Regions from separate parts of the Mus musculus genome. Here region 1 is linked to region 2. The links are chromatin contacts, called in public promoter capture Hi-C maps. All regions are on one chromosome and are shown on one strand. The core of a region is the stretch at or near the end of the contact, and the rest is flanking DNA. Distances in the headings are between cores, read along the strand shown. Region 1 overlaps Capn1 (calpain 1). Region 2 holds the start of Kcnk7 (potassium channel, subfamily K, member 7).

Evidence for each region. Promoter capture Hi-C pulls out the DNA fragments that hold promoters and counts their contacts.
Region 1: a contact with region 2 is called in a promoter capture Hi-C map of liver, with 6 times the contacts expected there. A contact is called at or near these places in 6 of 39 promoter capture datasets (the 3T3-L1 cell line, hippocampal neurons, liver and 2 more) and 2 of 130 datasets of targeted methods (astrocytes and pancreatic cancer cells).

What each region holds. Positions count from the first base shown.
Region 1 is chr19:5,987,941-5,992,053 of GRCm38.p6, forward strand. It overlaps Capn1 (calpain 1), which reads right to left. Exons shown (of 22, transcript NM_007600.3): 18 at 3,916-3,984; 19 at 3,599-3,677; 20 at 2,398-2,514; 21 at 2,052-2,110; 22 at 605-1,447. The coding sequence ends at 1,421. Among named protein-coding and RNA genes, the nearest start is that of Slc22a20, 3.9 kb to the left of the region's middle.
Region 2 is chr19:5,702,206-5,706,040 of GRCm38.p6, forward strand. It overlaps Kcnk7 (potassium channel, subfamily K, member 7), which reads left to right and starts at 2,266. Exons shown (of 3, transcript NM_010609.3): 1 at 2,266-2,589. The coding sequence starts at 2,271. It overlaps Map3k11 (mitogen-activated protein kinase kinase kinase 11), which reads left to right. Exons shown (of 12, transcript NM_022012.3): 12 at 1-660. The coding sequence ends at 139.

The sequences.
Region 1 (4,113 bases), core at 86-2,585, 280 kb after region 2:
AGAGTTCCTCTGTGTAACTCTGGCTGTCCTGGAACTCATTCTGTAGACCAGGCTGGCCTGGAACTTAGAAATCCGCCTGTCTCTGCCCCCTGAATTCTGAAACTAAAAGGCATGAACCACCACCACCCAGTGGCAAGCCTTCTACCAACCAAATACAGCCCACCTGGCTCCTTCCTCTTATCTCTGGTAAGAGCCACAGAGGCAGAACATTAATGTAAACTGCTGGATTACAGGGTGTCCCACTGTGGTCTGGGGTTGGGTGGGGACTCTGTGCTTTAGAGAGCTCCCTAGGGGGTCAGATCTATGCTAAGTGGAGGTCTTGTGTTTCCTTACTGATATCTGCAGAGGAGGAAGTCAGACTCAGCCCCCAGGTAGAGCATGCAAAACCAGAAAAGCCACCTGGATTGGCTGTCAGTGGAGCAGTCGGTTCATGTCTCTGTGCCCAGGCCTGCTCAACATCTCAGGAGCTGAGGTGGCCACAGCCAGATACCCAATCTCTGGCAAGGGTGGACAAGGGCATGAGACAGCCTGAGCTGCTTCTACGCCAAGGCTTGCTGGTACAATCAAGGGAACAGTTGGGGAGAATAACACCCAGAGACAGATGTACAGCCTTTCATTTTATTTTCTCACTGCACTGAAACACGGGACCTCCCTACCCCACCCCCAGTTCCTCCATAACCAGTACACTCATCCCTCAGGCATTCCCTTGAAAATGACCAGTATATATACAAAAAAAGAGAGGGAGAGGGGTCGGGGATGGGGAGGGCCTGAGCACCCTCGGGGCCAGGAAGTTCCTGGTGGGCACACAGGCTAGGAGAGGTGTAGTTTGGTTTGCAGAGGGATCTTGGCTGCTGCACAGAAGGCACAGGAAGGTGAGTCTGGCTGTGGGGCTCCCACAGTGAGGTGAGGCCTTCAACACCCGGGTGCAGACAGGGAGCTAGCTAGTGGTTATGAAGTCTGCAGCTCTAGGGGATGACAGGGGCTAGAGCCTCCACAGATTAGGCAAGACTCACATCCGGACAGTAGCAGCGAGGGGGAGGCAGGGGTGCCTGCCCCTGCCCCTGCCCCTGCCCCTGCCCCTGCCCCTGCCCCTGCCCCTGCCCCGAGGCAGGGATGAGCAGGGAGCTGTCTTCCTGGTCTTAGCCCTGAGCAGGGGTCAGGGTGCCCAGTCTGACTACAGGGGCAGGGAGGGCCCCGTGACTGCCCAGAGCAGTCGAACAGAGGTAGTGGGGAGGTGAAAGGACAGGAGGACAAGGGGAACAGGAGGACAAGGGTGCCTTCCTTCCTGTTCTGAGGAAGGCACCAGAAGCTGGTGTAGTCTGGAGTGGCACGGCGGGGAGGCGTGGCTTGGCGGGGAGGCGTGGCTTGGCAGAGGAAGAATGGAAGAACAAAGGCAACTGGAGCGGAGCGATTCCCCACTTCAGGCAAACATAGTCAGCTGGAGCCACTGCAGGGCAAGACAGACAGGTTACTTGGAGCTGCAGGACACATGGCCAGTCAGCTTCTTCCTTTACCCATCACCCATCCCAGAGGACAGACTGCAGACTGGGCTCAGCCATCACCAAGCAATATTTATAATATTTATGCCCTCAACAGGGGTGTTCGCTTCTCCTTCTTCTCCTCCTCCTCCTCCTCCTCTTCTTCCTCTCTCTCTCTCTCTCTCTCTCTCTCTCTCTCTCTCTCTCTCTCTCTGTATGTGTGTATGTTTGGCTTTTCTCTGTTTTTTTTTGAGACAAGGACAGTCCATGGCTGTCCTGGAACTCACTCTGTAGACCAGGCTAGCCTCAAACTCCCAGAACTCCACCTGTCTCTGCCTCCCTCGGGTTGGGCCTGAGTCACCGCCACAGTCAGCAGCAGCTGTCTCATTTCTCTACTCTGGAACGTTAGGCTGCTGGTTCCCACCAGCTTCTAGAAGCCTGGCCTCCCCTTCTTCATCCCCCACCCCCCAGGCTTCAGAAGCTTCCAAGACTGGGGTCCAGATTTGAAGCCTTGTTCCAAGGCCGTGGACGCCTGTCCTGGTCGGGTTGGGTGAACAGGGGGGATTATCTCACCTTAAATAGATCAAAGGTCACAACACCATCCAGGTCTGTGTCCAGAAGTTTGAAAAACCCTGTGTTCAAGAAAAATGAGTTAAATCTGGGACACCAGCCAGACAGTTAATGTTCAGCCAAGACTATCTCCCACTTCCCACGCACCCCAAGTTATTGCCCCTCAAAGTCATAACGCTTCCTGTCCAAAGAGGTCCCCTTAGGCCCCCCCTCCGTACACGCTCCGTGCTCCATGCACCCGTATAAGAGTCCTCTGTTCTCCTTCAGCCTCCACCCCACTTGCCCCTCTATGCCTCATGAGGAACACTGTATGCTTTGTGGTGAAGTGGGGTCCACTGGGGACACTCACGGAACATGGTCTCCAGCCGCACAAGACAGCACACAAAGTTGTCAAAGTCCACGGCCAGGTCGGGCTCCGAGTAGCGGGTGATTATGAGTTCATGCAGCTTCTTGTTAAGCTTGAAGCCTGAGCAGAGAGGGGATGGGCAAGTGAGGGCTGGAGCAGGGGCAGCCAGCTTGGGCCGGGAGGAGCTGCTCTGAGAAGATGTGCTGCAAGACCTCTTGGGTAGAGCTGGGGTGGGGATGGAGGGCAGGGTGGGGGCTGCATGGGGGCCAGGCTGGAGGAGATGGCTCAGAGGTTAAGAGGTCATGAGTTCAATTCCCAGCAACCACATAGTAGCTCACAGCCATCTGTAATGGGATTACATAAAATAAATAACAGCAACAACAAAACAAAAGAAGCTAGGAGGGGCTAGGCAAGTGAGGGCCAGGCCCAAGGGGAACATGGGAACATCACCCCAAGAACACCCCAGAAAATCACACGCTGGCTGCAGAGGATCTAGACATCTGGCCATACTTGTTTTTACGCAGGCCAGTGTGGGAGAGTCCTACACCTGCCTAACTGGAGCTTGGAGCCTGTACCGGCCCATCCTCACCCTGCCTGCTCCAGTCATGTGACCCAGACTCAGTCACTCTCCTAAGAATTACTTTTCTCTTCTTCACATTAGCAATAACAAAGGGCTCTGTTTGATGGCTCAGTGGATAAAGCATCCCTCACGAAAGCTTGAGGACCAAGACTGGGTTCCTAGAATCCACATAAAAGCCAAGGAAACTTGGTAGTTTGCCAGTAATCCCAGCCTTCACTGGGGAGGCAGACAGGATTCCCTGGGGAAACTGGATAGCCAAACTAGGCTAATCTGTGAGATCCAGGTTCAGTGAGAGGCCCTGTCTCAGCAACAGTAATGAAGGAAGACAGATGATATCACCCTCTGGCTTTTATGTGTGTCCACACACATATGAACATAGGTACATACATGCACACACCACACACACACATACACACACATGCAGAAATGAATGAAAAGGCCCTTGTTCTTGGTAAGCTACAAGGAGAGGAAAGGGAAGAGCCCAGATAAAGTCCGTAGCTTAGCAACCACAGCACCTTTAGTACTACCATCTCCCAGGGACAAGGGCCAGCCAGGTGGGTGCTCCACTGGCAGGGAGGCTGCCTGGGGTTCAGGAGCAGTGGGGCCATCAGCCTCAGGCCTCACCTGCAGCCTCGATGGCCATCCTCATCTCATAGGCACTCATGCTGCCAGACTTGTCCAGGTCAAACTTCCGGAAGATGGTCTGTGTGGAAGGATAAAGGGTGGGGCCGAGTGAGTCAGCTGCTGCTCAGCGGCATGGGGAATGGCCATTTGCTGAGACCCGTAGGCTTGGATGGGAAAGGAGTCACATGCGGAAAGGAAGCTCTGTTGGGAAGGCTGGCTATGTAGCTAGCCTGGGCTCTGCAACCAGGCCCGGCCATGCCATGACTGAGGCCACAGAGGGCCAGTAGAACCCAGCCAGGGAACCTCCTGCCACCTACCAGGTAATTTCGGATGCGGTTCCACAGGATGTTGAACTCCACCAGACCCAGCTTCCCGTTGCCATCTCGCTTGGCAGATGTTAAGAAGGAAACTACTCAGCTTAAAGTACTTATGTGAGAGGGAGGCCTGGGTGGAAGGGAGCCTGGCTGTGGAGGGGAGAGACAACAGCAGCTCCCTGTAGCTCCCTGCAGCTCTCT
Region 2 (3,835 bases), core at 1,016-3,515:
GTGGACCTTATTCCCAGACTCAGATCCCTTCTGGGACTCCCCACCTGCCAACCCCTTCCGGGGAGGCTCCCAGGACTGCAGGACGCAGACCAAAGACATGGGTGCCCAGGCCCCATGGGCACCAGAAGCAGGGCCCTGAGTGGGCCAGACCACACCCCACGCTTCGGCTGCCTTCGAGGAGGCATAGCATACACTGGAAGAGGAACCAGGAGGCCTCTGTGGCTGCCTTGGTTTCCCCCAGGGACTCTGACCCTTTGGGGGTCAGGAACACTACACTGCACAGAAAGCCTTCACACTGGATGGGGGCTACACCCCACATGCCTACAAACTGTAGGGACCCCTGACTTACTGCCCCACTGGGGCCTGACACTGTACCTAGCTGGTTAGGAGGACCAGAGCCTGTCTCAGGGAATTGCCCCCAGGAGCGGAGCAGGGAGCAGGGAGGTCCAGGGGAAAGGGGCTGACCTCAGGTGTCACCAGCACTTTTGACCAAGTCCTGTTACTGTGGCCCCTGTCTCCAAGGCTGAGTTCCTGGACCCCCAACCCTGGAAGTTATTGGAGCCGGGGCTCTCTGGGTGCCTTTCTACTGCCCCGCCAAGGTTGGAGCCTTGGCTTGGGGAGCCAATGAAGCCAAATAAACTTGTAAGCTGTCTCCCCAAATGTAATGTCACCTTTCTTGGAGGTAATCTGGTGTTTTGTCTTCATGCCCCTAGAACTCTGGGCAGATAAGTAGCTGAGGCAGAGCTAGGAGGCCTTGTGCCTCCTCTCCTAGGACCAAGCCCAGCAACTGGGTAGTCGCTAAGGCCCAGCCCAGCCAGCCTCTCACCATTGCCAGGCTTTTCCTTGAGCCATCTCTACCATTCAAGTGATGCTTTGCCCGGAGGTTCCTTGTTGCCGGTGGTCCCTGTCTGCCTGCTAGGCCCAGCTGCGATGTCATCTCTAGGAACCTTTCCCAGGATGTGTCGTCTTCACCCCAGGGAGATACTCACCTCTGGGAAAAATCTCAAGGGTTTGCCCTGGGTTTGCCTCTCATATTCTGGATATGGGGAAGCCCACCCACCTGGAAGCATGGTGACCCTCCCTGGTGGCCTGGACCTGGCCTTGAGGTTCCCACCCAGTCAATGCCTTAGGGCAGTCCTTCCATGGTTTATGAATGAAGCTCCCCCAATTTACACAAAGTAGCCATTCCAGGTCTGCAGTCCAGCCAGGCAGAGGCAGGAGATCTGCAGCAAGAGCCAGAACAAAGAGTCAGGAACACCAAGCGCCCTTACCTCATGCTCTCTCCAACTGTGTCTATTCTGAGTCCCACAGAGCCTCTCCCACCCTCTGCTTAGGCGATCACTGTCCCACCCAGAATGCTTCAGCATCCTCACAAGATCTTTGGTCTACTTGCCAACAACAACCTGTCTCCTCAGCCCCTTCTTCATGGTTGGTCTCTGACTCCTATATGACTTTTTCCCTGATGTTATCTTTAAACTTTTATTTTATTTTAGACAATCTTACTCTATTGCCCTGACTTCGAACCTGCTTTGTAGATCAGGTTAGCCTTGAACTCACAGAAATCTTGAAGGCATTCGCCATCACACTTGGCCCTATATTTTTATATAGATTGCTGTTTTGCCTGCATGGGTCTTTACCACAAGTGTACCTGGTATACCTGTGCCAGGGGAAGGCTCTCAGGTAACCTGGAACTAGAGTCACTGGCAGTCGTGAGCCACCATGTAGGTGCCAGGAATCGAACCAAGGTCCTCTGGAAGAACAGCAAGTGTTCCTCACAGCAGACCATCTTTCCAGCACCATAACTAGCTTGTTCTCTGGTTGGAATATTACTTCCTTCAAAGAGTTTTCCTGGGAAGTTTGCCCTCCCCGCAGGCTGCTCCCTGGTAGTTTGTCAGCAGATTTCTTATGGGAGCAGCAGGAGAGGACAAACCTGTGTCTGTCATCTTCCCTGGTGTCTGAATGAGTGATGCATATGTGACCAAGGAGGCGTGACTTTGCGTACGTTCGTGTGAGGATCTCTCCAGGCTTTTCTCACCCAGTCAGTCTTCTCACCACAGTGTCTTCCTCCGCCCACCCCCAGTGCCCGGCTGCCATGTCTTGCCCCAGAAACTGGGCGTGCTGTGGCTCACCTCCCTCATTCACGTTCATTCTAGTCATCTCAGCCGCCTACCCACGCAGCACCTCCTCCCCGCCACGCCCTTCGCAGCCCCTCCCTGGTGCCACTGGTGGCTTAGCCTACTCCCTCACCTTCCCAGACTCAGTGCCATGCTATGGGGAGTCTGAAACCATGGGCCCGATACCTGCTCCTGCTTATGGCCCACCTGCTGGCCATGGGCCTTGGGGCTGTGGTGCTTCAGGCCCTGGAGGGCCCTCCAGCTCGCCACCTCCAGGCCCAGGTCCAGGCTGAACTGGCTAGCTTCCAGGCAGAGCACAGGGCCTGCTTGCCACCTGAGGCCCTGGAGGAGCTGCTAGGTGCGGTCCTGAGAGCACAGGCCCATGGAGTTTCCAGCCTGGGCAACAGCTCAGAGACAAGCAACTGGGATCTGCCCTCAGCTCTGCTGTTCACTGCCAGCATCCTCACCACCACCGGTAGGCACTACCACCACTACCACCAAGCAAACCAGGAGGAGGACCCAAGAGCTCTAGGGTGCAAGCCCTTCCCCCACCCCAAAGCTCCAGACAAAGCCACGGCTCTATCAGACCTGACATCACAAGTGGGGCTCCCCACACAACACACCCCAACTGGTGCCTCCACTTAAGCTGCCAGGAGGGGTGTGGCCTCCCCAGCCCCGCCCCTCAGCACTCTGCATCCAGCAGAGAAACCCGGGTCACATAGGCCTGAAGCCAGACAGAGAATACATCTGGGTGGGATAGACTCTTGGCTAGAGAGATGCTGTAGGAAGCACAGCTTAGAGCCGCCCTCGAGGAAGTCTGAGGGGAGGAAGTGGTGATGATGTGCTCAGAGCCCAGTGAACAGGGTGCAGAAGTAGGTCGGGTTAGCGAAATTCCTGGCTAAGAGAACAGATGTGCTTAGGCACAGAACTAGTCCTAGGGGGTTGGTTTTGTTTCATTGTCCTGCTAATAGTCTAAATACTTTTCAAAGTGAAATATGTATCTCTAACTTCCTTTCCAATTGGCTGGAGCAGGATGGAGCCTGCCTCTAGACCACATGGCCGCTGGCCCACCCAGTCTTCACTACACTCTTACCTCACAGCTGACTCCTAGGAGCTTTGGCCTTTGTAACCCATGGACCCTGCTGATCTTGTTCTCCCAGCATGCCCCAGTCTCCTACCTCTCCCTTTCTTGCTCCCTGCTTCTCTGGCTCTAAATGCTGTCTCTCGTGCATGCTGCCTCTTTTCAGAACGTCTTGTTCCCTTGCCTGCTTCCCTCCCATAACCCAGAGCCCGGGCAGATACACATTTGGGGAAAGAAGGCGGATGGCATGCCACAGGTTGAAGATTTGGAAATAATGGTAAAAATAAGAACTGACAAACCCAGGAAGTCAGGATCTGGCTGGGGAGACATTAGTTGTGGAGCGCTTGCCTAGAAGGCATGGGGCTCCCTGGTCTCCATCTGAAGTACAGATAAAGAGGAAGGGTCTCTCAAAGCCAGAATCAGCTTTAAATTGTTCCAGCTACAGACAGCCTAGGGCATCTGTCTTCAGAATTAATTTTCCAGAAAAGACAACAGTAACCCAGTGAGGTTAAGAAGCCAGTCCACCATCCAGTGAAAAGAGGACCCCAGCCTGAAGCATTCATGTCATCACCAAAAGGCAGACTTCTGTGGGAGGTGATGGAGAAAAAGTGACCGCCAGGGGCAGCCCACTCAAAAGCTT